Regions from separate parts of the Macaca mulatta genome. Here region 2 is linked to region 1. Evidence: chromatin contacts called from public Hi-C data. All regions are on one chromosome and are shown on one strand. The core of a region is the stretch at or near the end of the contact, and the rest is flanking DNA. Distances in the headings are between cores, read along the strand shown. Region 1 holds the start of DES (desmin). Region 2 overlaps ASIC4 (acid sensing ion channel subunit family member 4).

The links. A called contact is a pair of places that touch in the nucleus more often than the background predicts.
Region 2: a contact with region 1 is called in a Hi-C map of fetal cortex germinal zone, with 4 times the contacts expected there. The contact joins the enhancer-like site here to the promoter of DES in region 1. A contact is called at or near these places in 9 of 14 Hi-C or Micro-C datasets (CD4 T cells, blood, cortical neurons and 5 more).

The regions. Positions count from the first base shown.
Region 1 is chr12:124,657,630-124,663,193 of T2T-MMU8v2.0, forward strand. It overlaps DES (desmin), which reads left to right and starts at 2,349. Exons shown (of 9, transcript NM_001194266.2): 1 at 2,349-3,049; 2 at 4,104-4,164; 3 at 4,260-4,355; 4 at 4,504-4,665; 5 at 4,837-4,962; 6 at 5,362-5,564. The coding sequence starts at 2,472.
Region 2 is chr12:124,768,642-124,774,205 of T2T-MMU8v2.0, forward strand. It overlaps ASIC4 (acid sensing ion channel subunit family member 4), which reads left to right. Exons shown (of 10, transcript XM_002808025.4): 2 at 4,807-4,951; 3 at 5,050-5,177; 4 at 5,364-5,526. Among named protein-coding and RNA genes, the nearest start is that of CHPF, 14 kb to the right of the region's middle. Within about 2 kb of position 3,205, at least 5 of the 40 cell types and tissues checked have an H3K27ac peak or open chromatin away from gene starts, as enhancers often do.

The DNA of each region.
Region 1 (5,564 bases), core at 1,099-3,598:
CTGGTTCTTGGGGCTGTAAGTGATCAAAGCAATACCAAGTACCTTAAATGAAAAAAAAAAAAATGGAAAGTTTGTTGGCCCAAGGCCAGGAAGGACAGTGGGGGAGCTCAACTCACAAAGTTGAGGGAAGCACTGCAGGAACCAGGGGGCTGGCCCACTCCTCCTCTCCAACATTCTCTGCTTCTTGCATATTGACCTCTTTCTTCCTACTCCCCCAGGGGGCAGGAAACATGGCTTCCACAGGTTCCAGTTAAAGAATCCCAGTTCGATCTATAAATTCCAGGGAAGGTCTCTGATTGGTCCTGCTCATTCCCAGGCCCATTCCTTGACCCAGTCACTGAAGTCAGGGGAATGCAGTAATAAGACTGGCTGGAATCAGGGTCTTTAGGGGTGGAGGGATGGGGAGGAGGCACAGCATGTCATCAAAATAAGGAAATGGAAAAAGAAAGCTTGCAGGCTACTTTGAATGACAATGAGAAAGATGGTGTTGCCTGAGTGTGTTAAGGATCCACATGGTCTCCAAAATCCTCCAGGAGCATACAGTCTGGGAGATGAGACACAAAAATAACGAGAACACAACAGCTTGCACTGACTCGAGGGCTGGATAAGAATATCTGGAACTCCCCCATCTATTTCAGAAGCTTGTAGCTTGGATGAAAATTAGACACTTAATGGGAAAGGGCTTTGAAAAGAGTTCAGTAACAAAGCCTCCTTTACAATTTACCTGGCACATTCACGCCCATCCTGGGGCCAAAGCACAGGCTGTGGGGTCAGACCGCCTTAGCCTCCTGAGCTATAAAATGGTAATGATGCTAGTCCCTACCTCCTAGGGTTGGAGAATTGGGGGTCATGGGTGTGAAGTGCTCAGCAGCTTGGCCCACTCTAGGTGATCAGTACCTGTAAGGTATTATTGTTGCTACATACATTAGTAGGGCCTGAGCCTCTTTAAACCCTTATAGGGTAGCACAGCAAGGCTAACCATTCTCACTTTATATCTGACAAGCTGGGGCTCAGAGAGGACGTGCCTGAGCTGTGGCTCAGACAAGGACATGCCTACTAGTAACCCCTCCAGCTGGTGATGGCAGGGCTGGGGTAGGACCAGTGACTGGCTCCTAATAGAGCGCTCTATTTCCAGGGTTTGCATTCCAAAAGGGTCAAGTCCAAGAGGGGCCTGGAGTGCCAGGTGGAGGTGTAGAGACACAGCCAGTGCCCATGGAGAATGGTGGATGTCCTTAGGGGTCAGCAAGTGCCCTGTACTAAGGAGGGGGCTTTGGAGGTTGGGCAGGCCCTCTGTGGGGCTCCATTTTTGTGGGCGGGGGGGGGGCCCTGGAGCATTATAGGGGGTGGGAAGTGATTGGGGCTGTCACCCTAGTCTTCCTTGATTATCTGACGCCCATCCATGCCTCCTCAGGTACCCCCTGCCCCCCACAGCTTCTCTCCTGTGCCTTGTTTCCCAGCCGATGCGTTCTCCTCTATAAATACTCACTCTGGTATTTGGGGTTGGCAGCTGTTGCTGCCAGGAAGATGGTTGGGTTGACATGCAGCTCCTGACAAAACACAAACCCCTGGTGTGTGTGGGCGTGGGGGGTGTGAGTAGGGGGATGAATCAGGGAGGGGGTGGGGGACCCTGGGGGCAGGAGCCAGACAAAGTCTGTGCGGGGGTGGGAGTGGACATAGCAATTGGAAACTGAAAGCTCATCAGACCCTTTCTGGAAATCACCCTACTGTTTATAAACTTGAGGCCTCGCCATCCACAGTAGGGGGGAGGAAGAGGGCCTGTACCAGTCCAGAGGGAAACTGAGGCTCAGGGCCAGCTCGCCTGCAGATATACATGGCAGGCTTTGGCCAGGATCCCTCTGCCTGCCAGGCATCTCCCGGCCCTCCCTGCCTGCCTAGAGACCCCACCCTCCAGCCTGGCTGGTCTTTGCCTGAGACCTCCCAAACCTCTTCAACTTCAAGACAATGTTTAGGAACAAGGTGGTTTGGGGCCTTTCTGGAAGCAGGCCTTGACCCTTTAAGAAATGACCCAAAGTCTCTCCTTGACCAAAAAGGAGGCCCTCAAACTAAAGGGAAGCCTCTCTTCTGCTGTCTCCCCTGACCCCCTCCCCGGCCAGGACGAGGAGATAACCAGGGCTGAAAGAGGCCCGCCTGGGGACTGCAGGCATGCTTGCTGCCCTGGCGAAGGATTGGCAGGCCTGCCTGTCACAGGACCCCCACTGGCTGACTCAGGGGCGCAGGCCTCTTGCGGGGTAGCTGGCCTCCCCGCCCCCACGGCCAGGGGCCGCCCTTTCCTGGCAGGACAGCGGGATCCTGCAGCTGTCAGGGGAGGGGCAGCGGGGGCTGATGTCAGGAGGGATACAAATAGTGCAGACGGCTGGGGGCCCTGTCTTCCCTCGCCGCATCCACTCTCCGGCCGGCCGCCTGCCCGCCGCCTCCTCCGTGTGCCCGCCAGCCTCGCCCGCGCCACCACCATGAGCCAGGCCTACTCGTCCAGCCAGCGCGTGTCCTCCTACCGCCGCACCTTCGGCGGGGCTCCGAGCTTCCCGCTCGGCTCCCCGCTGAGCTCGCCCGTGTTCCCGCGGGCGGGCTTCGGCTCTAAGGGCTCCTCCAGCTCGGTGACGTCCCGCGTGTACCAGGTGTCGCGCACGTCGGGCGGGGCCGGGGGCCTGGGGTCGCTGCGGGCCAGCCGGCTGGGGACCACTCGCGCGCCCTCCTCCTATGGCGCGGGCGAGCTGCTGGACTTCTCTCTGGCCGACGCGGTGAACCAGGAGTTTCTGACCACGCGCACCAACGAGAAGGTGGAGCTGCAGGAACTCAACGACCGCTTCGCCAACTACATCGAGAAGGTGCGCTTCCTGGAGCAGCAGAACGCGGCGCTCGCAGCCGAGGTGAACCGGCTCAAGGGCCGCGAGCCAACGCGAGTGGCCGAGCTCTACGAGGAGGAGCTGCGCGAGCTGCGGCGCCAGGTGGAGGTGCTCACTAACCAGCGCGCCCGCGTCGACGTCGAGCGCGACAACCTGCTCGACGACCTGCAGCGGCTCAAGGCCAAGTGAGGGCCCGGCGCCCCAGACTCCTCTTTCCGCGGGCGGGGCACAGGGGGCTAGGCCTGGGGGCTGGGGTCCCGCTGTCAGCACATGCCTTCTCCCGGGGTCCGGGACCCTCTCCTGCCCCACGCGGGGAAAGGGTCCTCCACCCGTGTGTTTCAAGGGGCCGTGACCTCCAGGTCTCTCCCCCTGCGATCCCATCTTGCATAGGAGTTTTCTTGGGGACATAGATCAGGGGGTGGATATGGGAGAATTTAGGGGACCCGGTGCCATTTGGGCAGCCCCCTTAAAAAGCATTTTAAGATGCTGGGGCGATGTTTATGGGGTCAGGTAGTTGATGGGCAGAGGAAGGGCTGCAGGAAGCCCAGAGGGCAGTGTAGCCAGAGGGAGAAGGGAGGCTGATAGGAGACAGGGAAAGCAGGGCAAGGGCCCAGAGTCCAAGCAACAGCTCTCAGCTCAGCTGTGATGAGGCCCTGGGGAGGCAGGGTGGAGTGGGGAGCTTGACCCTGGGGACTTGCTGAGACTGTGTGTTTTTACAAGGTGGATAGACAGGCTGGAGAAAAAGGGAGTAGGTGGGGGCCACAGCTCTCAGAGAGCTTGGGAGGACCTGACTGTAGGCCTCACCAGGCTCCTGAAACGAAAAGGGCAGCAAGTATAGCGTATCTGTTGGTCCCACTTCTGACAGGCCAAGTGAGCAGAGTCACCCTCCTGCCACCAAAGTCATAAATATTAATTGAGCAGTTATATTGGCCAGGCTGGAGCTGGGAACCAGCAACACAGAGGCGGATAAAATAGACACAGTTTCTAACCCCAGGGAGGTCACACAATCTGGTGGGGACATAGACTTCAAGGGTGTGGCTCCTGGGCAGAGATTGGGCCACTTCCTGTGCCCTCCCTGGATGGGTGGGGCCTCTCCACTCCCTTTCTCTCCTGTGTCTACCCAGCAGCCAGGCCCTCCCGCTCTGTCCCATACCTACTCCCTGGTCAGCACCCGGCCAGTCGTTTCCACTGCCAGCTTTATCGCCCACAACTGTCTGTCTGTCTGTCTGTCCCACCCAGGCTGCAGGAGGAGATTCAGTTGAAAGAAGAAGCAGAGAACAATTTGGCTGCCTTCCGAGCGGTGAGTGCCCTTCTTTTCCCCTCGCATGGCCTCTGGCTTTGCTCTACCCCACCTGGGTGGTGGTGACTATGTCCTTCTTGCTTGGCCTCTCCCAGGACGTGGATGCAGCTACTCTAGCTCGCATTGACCTGGAGCGCAGAATTGAATCTCTCAACGAGGAGATCGCGTTCCTTAAGAAAGTGCACGAAGAGGTATGCCTTGGCCCCTCTTCCTGGGGTCACTGGGCCATGGGGAAAGCAGCCGGAAAGTGGGGCTGGGGTGAGGCTCTGGCTGGGAATAGGGGTGTGAGGGTGCTGTGTGGGCCCTGAGAGGGGACTGAAGCCCAGCCATGCCCTACAGGAGATCCGTGAGTTGCAGGCTCAGCTTCAGGAACAGCAGGTCCAGGTGGAGATGGACATGTCTAAGCCAGACCTCACTGCCGCCCTCAGGGACATCCGGGCTCAGTATGAGACTATCGCGGCTAAGAACATTTCTGAAGCTGAGGAGTGGTACAAGTCGAAGGTGGGTGGCCTCACCCAGGGACTGGCATCTCTGTCACCCTGAGCCCCAGCTTGGATGTGCTGCCTGTGGCATCATCCATGGGAGGAGAGCCCAGAGGCTCCATGCTCCCTTGCTCATCCCTACCTGTGCCCTGCATCCTCCTCATTTTTGGGCTCCTTTCTCCGCCCTTAGGTGTCAGACCTGACCCAGGCAGCCAACAAGAACAACGATGCCCTGCGCCAGGCCAAGCAGGAGATGATGGAATACCGACACCAGATCCAGTCCTACACCTGCGAGATTGATGCCCTCAAGGGCACTGTGAGTCCCTACCCACCTGGCCAGGCCCTGCCCCTTCCTGTCTGCAGTTCACACCCTCACTTTGTGACCTTGGGCCCATCATAGACCCTCTCTGGGCCTTCATCTACTTAAATCTACAATAGGGATAAAACCAGACAAGTGGATTCCAGTTGGATGCTAAAGAATCAGGGGTTCCTGGGGCATCTGCCTGTGTGCGGACTCTGAGGCTGAACACAGATGTTCCTTTTTATCTATTTTATTCTGAGTGTCCACATATAGATTTCATTTGAGTTCAGGGTTCAACATGTCCTGGGCCTGACCATCTGGAGTTGCCTGCCAGCCCCAAAGCTGTGTCCTTCCTCATTTTGGGCTCCCAGTGTCCTCTTCCCTTCCTTGACCTGGGTTCCCCCTCTCCTGCAGAACGATTCCCTGATGAGGCAGATGCGGGAACTGGAGGACCGATTTGCCAGTGAGGCCAGTGGCTACCAGGACAACATCGCGCGCCTGGAGGAGGAAATCCGGCACCTCAAGGATGAGATGGCCCGCCACCTGCGCGAGTACCAGGACCTGCTCAATGTGAAGATGGCCCTGGATGTGGAGATCGCCACCTACCGGAAACTGCT
Region 2 (5,564 bases), core at 1,955-4,454, 110 kb after region 1:
GGGCCAGACCAAAGGAGGAGGTGGGGGTCTGAGATGAGGACAGCACCCAGAGACTGAGAGCTGGTGATCTGGAGATAGCCCCTCTGCCATCAGGACACTCCCTGGCCCACAACCTTCCCCTTTCTGTGACTGGACCCTGGACTCTCAACTCCTTTGCATACTGTGCCCCCCCTTCCTGGGCCAGTCCATGGGGAGGGAGCAGTGGACAACCTGTGGGACCTTGTGGCAGAGCTGCCGTGCCGTCTCCATGGAAGAAGCTGTGGGCTGTGCTGCCACCAGAGGTCTGCCACTTAGAAGCTGATGGCTCCACCCGCCCCTGCCTGCCTGGCCCAGGGACTGTCTCCTGGGCAACACTGCGCTCTGACCAGCAGTCAGGACTGACCCAGGCTGTGCTAGTATCCTCCTCCTGCCAGTCTGGCCGGTCTGTTCCCTGCAGAGTATCCCTGAGACCCAGACAACTTCCACCCATGTCCCTTTGTCACCCTGACTCTGCACAGCCACCTTGAGGGTTTGTGTGCCAAGGAACCACCACCCTCGCCAGCTAGGCATTCATTCTGCCCTGTGTGGAGTGGGCTCGGTGCCATGTAGCATATGTCTGTGTGTGTCTGTTGTAGGTACCAGGTAGGGACGCTGCCCCAGCCCCTCCGAGAGTCAGGAACCTCCAAGAGTCATTCATTCACTGAACACCCACCAGGTGTTCTATAAGCACCTACTGTGCTTTGACACAGGGTTCAGTTCTGTATGAATCTCGGCTGTCATTTACTTGCTGTGTGCCCTTAGCCAAGTCACTTTCCTTCTCTGAGCTTCCGGTACCTAATCATTAAATGGGGACAACAATACTTAGTTCATATGGGTTTCTTGGAGACTCAAAAGAGAAAATAGATCAAAAGCACCTATCACAGGACTTGGTACAAAGTGGGGATGTTTGACAGTGTTTGCTTTCCTTCCTCCCATCTCACACCTCCTTCTGCAAATCTTGCTGGGCTCTGGGGATGCCAAGAGGGAAACAGGACTCCTGGTCACAAGGAGTTCATGGTCCCATGGGTGAGGCTGAGCTTCAGAGAGACCATAATGGTGCCTGACAGACAGGGCTCCGCCAAGGTGGTGCTGAATGCTGAGCGACACGAGTGAGGAGCTCATAATATGGGTACCCCACGTCGACCATGCCTTCTTTAGCCTTTCAACTGAAGCGTATACGCAAAACTGGCTGTGTCAGCAAGAGCTGATTCCAGCATCTTCTTGGTTTGAATTAGGAAGAGGTTGAGTACTTTCAGATTTCTACAAATACTAATATATGCCTCCCATCTGCCTTTTCCAAACCACTAGGAACCAGGAAGTTTTTCTTTTCCTTTTTTTTTTTTTTTTTTTTTTGAGACAGAGTCTCGCTTTGTCACCCAGGTTGGAGTGCAGCGGTGCAATCTCAGCCATTTGCGATTCTCCTACCTCAGCCTCCTGAGTAGCTGGGACTACAGGCGCCTGCCACCACACCCGGCTGATTTTTGTATTTTTAGTGGAGATGGGAGTTTCACCATGTGGCCAGGCTAGTCTCAAACTCCTGACCTTGTGATCCACCTGCTTCAGCCTCCCAAAGTGTTGGGATTACAGGCATGACCCCCAGGGCCTGGACTTTTTTTTTTTTTTTTTTGAGATGGAGTCTCGCTCTGTTGTCCAGGCTAGAGTACAGTGTGATCTCAGCTCACTGCAACCTCCGCCTCCTGGGTTCAAGCAATTCTCCTACCTCAGCCTCCCGAGTAGCTGGGATTACAGGTGCCCACCACGATGCCCAGCTAATTTTTGTGTTTTTAGGAGAAATGTGGTTTCACCATGTTGGTCAGGCTGGTCTCGAACCCCTGACCTCAAGTGATCTGCCCTCCTCGGTCTCCCAAAGTGCTGGGATTACAGGTGTCAGCCACTGCACCCGGATGGGACAGAGGAATCTTGCACCCAGCCCACTTCAGGGTTCCTCCACCTCCAGTGACTTGTGATAAGAGCACAGGTCTAGAGTCGGGCTGTCTTGCTGGGTTCTCCCCCTTCATCTAGTGCCTTTCTATTCACAGTGTGGTCCATGGACTTTCAGCCTTGTCCAACCCCCTCCCCACATCTGTTCTATCAGAATCTGCACTTTAAAAAGATCCCCCTGATTCATGTGCATAATAGCATTTGAGAAGCCCTGAGCTTGAACATCTTGGGAAACCAGCTGAATTCTCTGAGCCTCCATTTCTTTCTCTGCAGAATGGGGAGATAATAATACCCACCTCACAGGGTAGTTGTGAGGATTCATCCAGATAGACCATGTGAAGCGTTTAGCACACTGCATGGGGCATACTGAGCGCTCCTGAGCTGTCCGTGACACCCACTCCTGCCCCACAGATGGACACATAATAGGGAGGAGGGCAGGGGTGATACCAATGGGGTCAAGAACTTGAACCTGGAAGCTGGTAAAGGTGTGTGTGGGGTGTTAGGAAAGGAGAAGACTCGGGGGACAGGTGAGGAATTGAAGGGAAGCCGATATGGAGAAGAAAGGGTGAGGAAGGTCAAGAGGAACGGTGCAGAAGCGAAAGGGGAATGGGAGAAGAGAAGGGGACGGGCCTGGGGCCCATTCCTGTTTCATCTACCTGGATGGGGCTGGGGCAGGAGCTGGGTCCTGAGGTAGGGTAGGCTTGGGGTGGGGGTACAAGCAATGGTTTGCGGGAGCAGCTGGAGCCTTGCCCCTGACCCCTGGATGAGGTGCACCTCTCCTTCTTCCCAGCCGTGTGACTTTGAATGTCACTTCACTTCTCTGAGCTGTGATGTCCTCATCTGCAGTAGTCGGGACAACTACACCTAGCTGGTACTGAGGGGATGTGGGCAGCGGTAGACGGCACCATGTTCTGTAAACTCAGGGTGCTTTGTTTGTGGTGCACACGTTTTTGTTTCGGGAACGGGAGGCAGGGTGGTTGAGTGGTAGAAGAACTGTGGGAGAGAGAAGGATCCGGGCTGCAGCTCCCAGAGCACCGCAGCAGGGTGGTCTAGTTCTCAGGGATGGGGACCCCTAGGAGGTCTCGGGAGGACTCTCAGTTGGTTCGCTGCTCTCCACCCGGCCCCTCTTCCTTCTGCACTCCCCCTGTGAAACCAGGCATTCAGGATCTCTTTTTCCTTCCACACTGCTTCCTGCTATTTCTCCCAGCTTTTACCAGTGGAAAATGTTCCCAAGGAGAGGGGAGGGGGAGCGGGAGAGCGTGATTGAGTGCGCCGACCCCTTGCCCCCAGGGAAGGTGCTGCCTGTGATGGGTTTGACCCAGGGGCTCGGCTCTGTTGGGGAAGCCTGGCACGGGGGAACTAGAACCCTCCTCTCCCTCAGCCTCTTCTCCACCCCTGCCGCTGCGCAGCTGCTGGCGGCAGCTAAATCCCCAGCAGGAGCCTGGGCTTCCATCTCCGGGGCGCCAGCGCCATCTGCTGTCCATGCAGGAGAACTGTCCGCAGAGGAAAAGGGAGCCTGGCTTCTGTGCTGCAGAGACAGCTTATTAAGTGTCCCTTGTGCCCCGCACTGGGCCGGAGGCTGGGGACACCAGACAGGCTCACTGCTTCTGTGCAGCATACACGCTCATTGAGGGAGATGGACAATGGACAGGAGACAAGTAGATGAACAAGATCATCTCAGGTCTTGATAAGTACTTGGGGCAAACTAACAGACATGTGGATGCAAGGACGGTGACACTGAACGTGTCTGTGTGATGTATGAGTGTGACATGCTGAGGCTTCAGCGATGGGCAGCTAGCCATACCAAGAGTGTGTGTGCAGTGGCATTCCAGGAGAGGGGACAACAACAACAAAAGCCTGAGGAGGAAAGGAGTCCGAGTGTCTGAACTTGTCAGATATGGGGGAGGTGGCGGAAAGGCAGGCAAGGGCCACATCACATGGGCACTTTTGGGTTAGGGAAGGAGCGTGACTTTGTTATGTGGGAAATGGGAAGCTATTGTTGGGTAAGTCAGTGAGTGGTTTCATTGGATCTGAGCACCGTGGACTGGGCACCATAGCTTCCAGTAGGGAGGGGCAATGGTGGACCAAGGTGGGAGACCAGTTAGAAGGAGATGGCAAAATGGGGGTTGCTGGAGAAGGAAGGAAAGTGGATGGATTCTAAATATATTTCAGAAGTGGCCTGGAGGCTGGATGTGGTGGCTTATGCTTGTAATCCCAGCACTTTGGGAAGCCAAAAGCAGAAGGATTGCTTGGGCCTAAGAGTTCAAGACCAGCCTGGGCAACATGGCAAGACCCTGTCTCTACAAATATAAAATAAAAAATAAAAAAACTTAGCTAGGCTTGGTGGCATATGCTTGCAATCCCAGCTGCTTGTCAGGCTGAAGCAGGAGGATGGCTTGAGCCTGGAAAGTTGAGGCTGCTGTGAGCCGAGATCGTGCCACTGCATACCAGCCTGGGCAACAGAGCAAGACCATATCTAAAAAAAAAAGAAAGAAAAAGAAGCAGGGATGATGGATGGGGAGATTTTAGAAATTCCGACTTGAGAAACTGGATGGATATAGTGGGGTGGTTTACTAGGGAGGAGGAGGATGGTGTGGGGCAGGCAGCGTTTGGGAAGGTGTTGATGTGCTGATATGTTAAGTTGGAGATGCCTTTTAATCATCTAAGGGAGGCCATCAGTGGAAAAGTTGGCGCTCATTGGAGAGACTGGGCTATACATTGCTTGCTAGGATATGGGACTGGAGTGTCCAAGCAGATCTAGTGGCCCTCGGCGGGGAGCAGGGAACTTCGGAGTTGCCTTGGCCACTACTTTCATCTCCCCTCCTGCTCTCTCACCCCACCTCCCAGGTCTATACTCGCTATGGGAAGTGTTATACCTTCAACGCGGACCCGCGGAGCTCGCTGCCCAGCCGGGCAGGGGGCATGGGCAGTGGCCTGGAGATCATGCTGGACATCCAGCAGGAGGAGTACCTACCCATCTGGAGGGAGACAAGTACGCAGGCCGGAAAGGGACAAGGGCCATCTTGGGGACTGGGGCCTGGGCCCTCTGCCTGGGATGGGTTTCCAAAGGTCCCCATCTCTGCTGTGCAGATGAGACGTCGTTTGAGGCAGGTATTCGGGTGCAGATCCACAGCCAGGAGGAGCCGCCCTACATCCACCAGCTGGGGTTCGGGGTGTCCCCAGGCTTCCAGACCTTTGTGTCCTGCCAGGAACAGCGGGTGAGCACCTCCTGCCAGGCCCTGGATTGGGCACAGGGCTCACCTTTGGGCTCAGAGGGGATGCAGAGCAAACCTGCCCTTTAGAAGCTCACAGCCTGCCAGCTGTATTGACTTTGCTGGGGCTGTGGGCACTGGAGGACCGGGTGGGATTCCTGAGCATGACCTCATCATGACCCACCTCTGCAGCTGACCTACCTGCCCCAGCCCTGGGGCAACTGCCGCGCGGAGAGTGAGCTCAGGGAGCCTGAGCTTCAGGGCTACTCGGCCTACAGTGTGTCTGCCTGCCGGCTGCGCTGTGAAAAGGAGGCTGTGCTTCAGCGCTGCCACTGCCGGATGGTGCACATGCCAGGTGGGCACCCCACCCCTAGCTAGCCCTCCATGCCACCC